2 separate regions of the Anser cygnoides genome follow, and region 1 is linked to region 2. The links are chromatin contacts, called in public Hi-C maps. All regions are on one chromosome and are shown on one strand. The core of a region is the stretch at or near the end of the contact, and the rest is flanking DNA. Distances in the headings are between cores, read along the strand shown.

What was found. A called contact is a pair of places that touch in the nucleus more often than the background predicts.
Region 1: a Hi-C map of granulosa cells shows a contact between it and region 2, with 1.9 times the contacts expected there. The contact joins two enhancer-like sites. A contact is called at or near these places in 2 of 7 Hi-C or Micro-C datasets (granulosa cells and liver).

The regions. Positions count from the first base shown.
Region 1 is chr2:7,442,318-7,445,522 of Taihu_goose_T2T_genome, forward strand. The region is part of intron 1 of LOC106046948 (a long non-coding RNA gene); the gene reads right to left. Among named protein-coding and RNA genes, the nearest start is that of GALNT11, 10 kb to the right of the region's middle. Within about 2 kb of position 1,949, at least 2 of the 3 cell types and tissues checked have open chromatin away from gene starts, as enhancers often do.
Region 2 is chr2:7,102,184-7,105,032 of Taihu_goose_T2T_genome, forward strand. It overlaps NUB1 (negative regulator of ubiquitin like proteins 1), which reads left to right. Exons shown (of 15, transcript XM_048062356.2): 12 at 320-466; 13 at 733-831; 14 at 1,598-1,790; 15 at 2,366-2,849. The coding sequence ends at 2,529. Among named protein-coding and RNA genes, the nearest start is that of NUB1, 14 kb to the left of the region's middle. Within about 2 kb of position 1,413, at least 2 of the 3 cell types and tissues checked have open chromatin away from gene starts, as enhancers often do.

The sequences.
Region 1 (3,205 bases), core at 699-3,198, 340 kb after region 2:
TCCTCGAGCATTTGTACTCAGCTTAAAGGTAGATTTGGCCCAGAGCTGAAGAATGGAGATTGCAACTGATAGTAGGCTGATGATGAAGAGATAACTACTGGAGCTCATAACCATCACCTAGAGACATAAGTAAACTGAAAGTATACAGTAGCTATTTTTTTCCAAGTTGGGATTCTTGCCATCAAAATGAAGCCAAGGAGATCATTAAACCTGGCTTCGGTAAAACACTGAAAATTCTACCTACCTACTTGCTAAAACCAGGAAATCAGATGCTACAGCCACTGCTGAGGATCAATTTTAAGCCAGATCTCTGACATTAAGCACTACGGTGCCACTGTTTACTGCGGCAGTCTTTGTCTTGTCTGACATTCATTATTTGATGGACCAAGGTTTCCTGAGTTTAAATATATTCAATAATGAACATCAGCTTTATTTAATACAACTTAGTCACTGAGCAAGAAAAGAACCTAGTTTTCAGTTTATCTCTGTAATACATAATGCAAGAATTTTCTGAACCTTTCCTTTGCCCTCTAAGCATAGATCCCATGAAACAAAACCTTTATTTCAATCAAAATTTGCACTTCTTGCTAGACTAGCAGATGAATTGGCTTACCATGCCAAATAAGCAGATGAAACAGATTCACTTAATGAGCTCGGATAAGAGAGGGAATGAAGGAAGAGGAAAAAGAAAAACTAGCCTCACAGTAATTCAAATACATTAGCTAGGCTGCTTCATTCTTCTTTCTGTAGGTGCCAAGGTATGAGAAGTAGACATTGAAAGGTAACTGATAAGCACCCAGGGGTTACTCAGTCTGAAGATAACACTACAGACTATGCCACATAGAGAGCTAGCTCTGTGTGTAGAAGCCTGAATGTCAGAAGCAACCTGGACCTGACAGTATAGAGCTTTCTGAAGGTTAACTGATCCTCCTTCGGAGCAGGGTGAAGACAACAACCGAAGACAGTACAGAAGCTACACGCCTCCTCGTTCAGAGCACCAGGACTTTTAAAGACCATGCAGCTCTAACTCCAAGAATTAGCAGGCTGAATAGCTGCCCTGTTCCTGACGTGCAGTTTTCTCCCAGGTTGATGTGACAGATGGGTGCTGCAACAGGCAGGAATCATATTCAGAATCTGGCTGGGGGAGCATGACAAAGGGCTCACAATCTACACATGTCTAGTTCTTATTCTGCCCACCATTAGGTTACCCTAGCTATCTAATAGGACTTTAAGAAACCTTGCTAGTCTCTCACTTTTTTTTTTTCCTTTATCTTTTTCATGGGTCATTATGGGATAGAAAGAACTAAACTTTTCTGTTTGGACTTTGTTTTGGTCAGGTTTAGGGAGTAAGTATTTTTTGATATAAGTCCCCACTCATATAAAGAATTGTACTTGGAAAGAAAATTTCTGAAGATTTTAGCTAAAAAGTCTTTTTTTTTTTTGTCTTGTATGGACAGTAAATACCTTACACACATGGAAAGGTATACTTATTTTTGTTGTTGTTTTGACTAGTATGGAAAGTCACAAAGCATTTAAGATATGCTGGCTAACTTCTGATTTTGGAAAGGGGGAATATATTTGGTGTTGCTAACCAACCAGCTTTGCATCACCCTTTGAAAGGTAAAATGATTGCAAAGTTTGATATGGCTATACATGACTGGCTACAAGAAGGGCACGTTTGTTTCAAACCTCAGTTGAAACAGATACATTAGAAGGGAATAATCTTAGGAAGATCTCCAAATCCAGTCCCTTTATGACAACTTTGCAGCTCTCAATCCGTTTTTGAAATCACTAAATTGCACATCAAAACATGTGGGGCAGCATACTTCTGCCAAAAAAGTGGTAATAAAACTGACTGGGAGATACATTTCCCGAAGGGAATTCAGGCTATTCAACACATTGCTTACCCTGTGTACTGTTGTGGGGACCCACCTAGTGAAAGCATGAAGAATTGCACCAAATCAGGAAAGGAAAGAAAGGGAATATTGAGCCAAGGAGACAAATAATTGAACAATATAATTTAGAAGCTTGCAAGTGGTGAAACATGTGGCTAGACATGAGAAACCGCAAATTCCAGCCAAACTACATCTAACCACCATCTGGTATTGCTTTGCAACTCTCAGATAACATGGCTCTATAATATGGTAGAGCAGAAACTTGCATTTAAAAGAGGGGATAATATATTTTGGTTTAGCTCAAATTGGTACGGTGCCATTGGGCATCTTTGGGACGTATGCTCAGTATTACCAGTCTGAGAACTGTCACAAACAGGAGTTGGTCTCTGTAAATTCAGAATGGCTTTACTAAAAATCACTAGAAGAGATTTCTCTTTCTCTTTTAAATTTTAATCTGGAAATATAAGACAACTTTTTACACATATGTCAAATTTTCAAGGTCTTATTCCTCTGTCCACAAGGACTGGAGGCTTTCATTACAATGAAAGCTGAATTTCTGACCTTATTTCCTTTGGCAGCAAAGGCTATAAGAACAACACTAGTATTGTTTGGTTTGCAACATATTTTTACATAATGAAATGCTGCAAATTTTGTTACAACCAATACCGATCTGTTCAAAGGGATTTTGCCCTCATTTCCTAAATGCCCTGTCCTCACTCATCTAATTCACAAGAGAACCAAAACTTTCATAATTAATCAATCTCCAAAATATGTCGACATAAAAATCAGCCACCTAGCTAAACCCTGGTATTTTCTCTTAATGATACGAGATGACATGATCTTTTTTCCATCATAAGGACATACAAAAGGGGCAGAGATTTAATATTCAGAAAATAATGAAAATAGCTTGTGAATGAAAACATCTGCCTTTTTTTTGCCATCTCAAGATCCCACAAAAGAAAGTTGCAAATATTGAGTATCCAGTTACAAATGGCTATGTTATAAGGTAGGAATTCCCCCCAAACCTTAATATCACTTGCTTTAGATTCTGCTCATGTGTATACATTTTTAGTTCCACACAGTTTATGTGACTTTATTTCCAGAAGAGTCCTGGAAAACCAGCCCCACAGAACCACTTGCTAGCATCGAGTACTGCCACTTACGGTTGGTGAAGAGCCATGCCAGTTTAGAGGCAAGAACAGGATTTTAGTTTATCTCATCCTTATTACAGTGTTCTTCTCTCTTCCTTGACAAGACTATTGCAAGAAAATCCCTACTCTTCTAAATCTCCCTCATGCCAACTAGCTTAA
Region 2 (2,849 bases), core at 163-2,662:
GTATGTCCTTGGCAAGTCTTGTCTACAGGCCCATCTGCCAAATGGGTTTATCACTTACCACAGAGGGCCTATAATAGCTGTGATAGCATAAGAATCTGATCTGCTGAGACTTCAGAGCAGAAGTACAGCCACAGTGCTTGCTCATGGGAATACAACTTTATTTAGGGATGAGTGTCTGGCAGCAAAATCTATATTTAAAACAAGAAATCCTTTTTCCTCAAGAAATTCAAACACAAGTAAATCCAAGAAACCATATGCACCAGAGGAAGGCTGAAGTATTGCCATGCACAGTTAGCTTTGTAATGCTGTGTTCTTGCAGGAAAAAGCACAGATAAGGAGGGAGGAGAGAGCTAAAAGAAGGCAGCGACTAGAAGACATAAACACCTTGAAAAGTATGGGCTATTCAGAGAGAGCTGCTCAAGTAGCTCTTCATCATGCACAAGGAAACCTGGACCAAGCCTTTAAGGTAAGTGGTTTTCAGGAGCAGTGCTTCCGTACCAAAGCAAATACATTTGGGGGGTGAATTGCTTAGCAGATTTTCTGCCTTCTGTATTGGTTAGCTCAGAGCAACCCTTTTTTGAACTGTAATGACTGAACTTCCTGACCCAGTGAATCAAACATCAAAGATGGCTGAGGTTTTGCTTGTATCAACCGTAGGGCTAAACAAACATCCATACTGAGGGCTAATATGACTGCATTGCTCTATTCTGACCGCTCTCTGTTTTACTGTAGTTTATTCTGGACAATCCAGAATTATTGTTGGAAAATGATGATGACGATGATCCCGTGGCCATGGACCAGTTTCAAGTATCCCAAGAAAGTATTGATCAAGTAAGTCAGACCTTTTTCTTTCTCGGGAGCTGGTAGTCATGTTTATGAATTATGCCTTCAGCCCCACCAGATCTTCCTTAAGCGAAGCTGTACAAATATTCTTTGTCCCGTGTCCCTCGTGAGCTGTCACACTTCCATTGTCTCACATCCGCCCCTCGCAGTGAACTCGCGCTCCGGCTGAATTGTAATTCCTGTTTACTTCCTGCCCCTCACACCAAGCTGTTGTGCACAAATGCTAAGGGAAGTGTGTGCACCCGAATGCTCTAACCCTAAAAGGACAGCAGATGAGAAACGCATTCAATTCTTTAAGCATATTGTGGTGCACAAGGGAAAGAGTTGGCATGTGCCTTTCTCACCACAGGCCATCTGAAAAACTCCACGATAATTTGTGTGGCTCTGCAATTAGTGTCAGACAGGCAGGAAAACTATACTGCATAGAAAAAGTAAATAGCATTCCAGGAATGTGAATGTGCTGGAGTGCTTTGAAGTTTCCTTTTGAAAACAGACGAAGAGTTGGTCTGATGTTAAACAAGAGGCTCTTGATTCTGCTCAACATCCCCATTCCTTTAATAGGTCACTGCCCTGTTGTTAACTGTTCCAGTAAGCCAGAGTCAGTGTCCTGGAATTCCTGGTATGCAACGCTTTCCTCTGTGCGAGAGGAGTGACTGTCAGACGCACAGTCAGATTCCTGTCAGTCACTGATGCTGAATGAGCTTGGATTTCTCCATATGTACTGATTTTTTTTTTTTTTTCCCTCTCCCTGTAGCTGATGTACATGGGCTTCAGCCATGAGTCGGCAAAGCAAGCTTTAAAGGTCTTTAAAGGCAACATCCACTTAGCTTCTCAGACCCTTGCTCACTATGGGGGAGTTCTGCCTGCCTCATTGCAGCTGTCTTCTGAAGGTTCCAGTCCATCAGAAGAATCTGCTTCATCTAAAGACTCGCCCACAGAGTCTGCAGGTAAGAATTCCTGCGTGCCCCAAGCACCTAACACTAAGCACTCCCACCTACCTGTACTCATCACGCCAATTAGGATTAAAACCAAACCAACCTCTCCCTGCCTGTACCCTTTCAGAGAGCGAGCAGCAAGTTAAGACTGTCATTCTTCCTGGACCTACACCACTGTAGGTGATGATTTTTGGCTTGCTAATACCTGATTTCTGATTGCTAAGAAGTTTTATTCCAAATTTGTGCTGTACAGTAGCTGATTTGACCGCATATCCCATACTGTGATACAGCTGTAACTGATACTCGCCACTTACCAGGGAGGAGCATTGCACTCTCTCTCTCCCCCATGAGCTGTCAGAGCTCTAGGGATCCCCGTTGTACATCTAAGGGCTTTCCTACAGCCTTACACAGTAGGACAATTTGCCATCCTGTAACAGCTTCGGTAGAGCAATTTGAAACAAGAGGTGGTTTTACAGTAACTGGTTCTCGAAGAGCAGTGGTGGTGGTGAAAGGGGGAAAAGTATAAACTTCTTCCAGCAATGAAATCACCGCTGTTTTCTGGGTTTTGTTTTTTTTTTTAATTGAAGGTTCTTCTAGTTCACCGACAGACGAAGACATGGAGACCGATGCAGTCAATGAAATCCTAGAGGATATTCCTGAACATGAAGAGGATTATCTGGATTTAACACTGGAGGAGGAAGAACAGATCATTCATGAATACTTATCCTATATACAAGTACCACAGCATTAAATCTCATTACCTCTACTTCAGTTACATGCTTTTCCCCTGACAAATTGAGTTTGGATTATAAACGCATCTTCAGCTTATCTCTTACTAAATGCCTTGAATTCAGTTAAACTGTAGGTGAAACACTTAATTCCTGCGTATTTATAAATCTGCTTAAAGCCTACATTTGTGATACGTTGTAATTTATTGTCATAGCAGAAAAATAGAAGCGTTTATTTTCAGAAGAAAATTTAATAGAACTTAACTATATTTTTATTGTGAAATAAGTTGATTCACTTAGAATACAGGTAAATAAGCATTTCTATGCCATTTTAAAATACCAG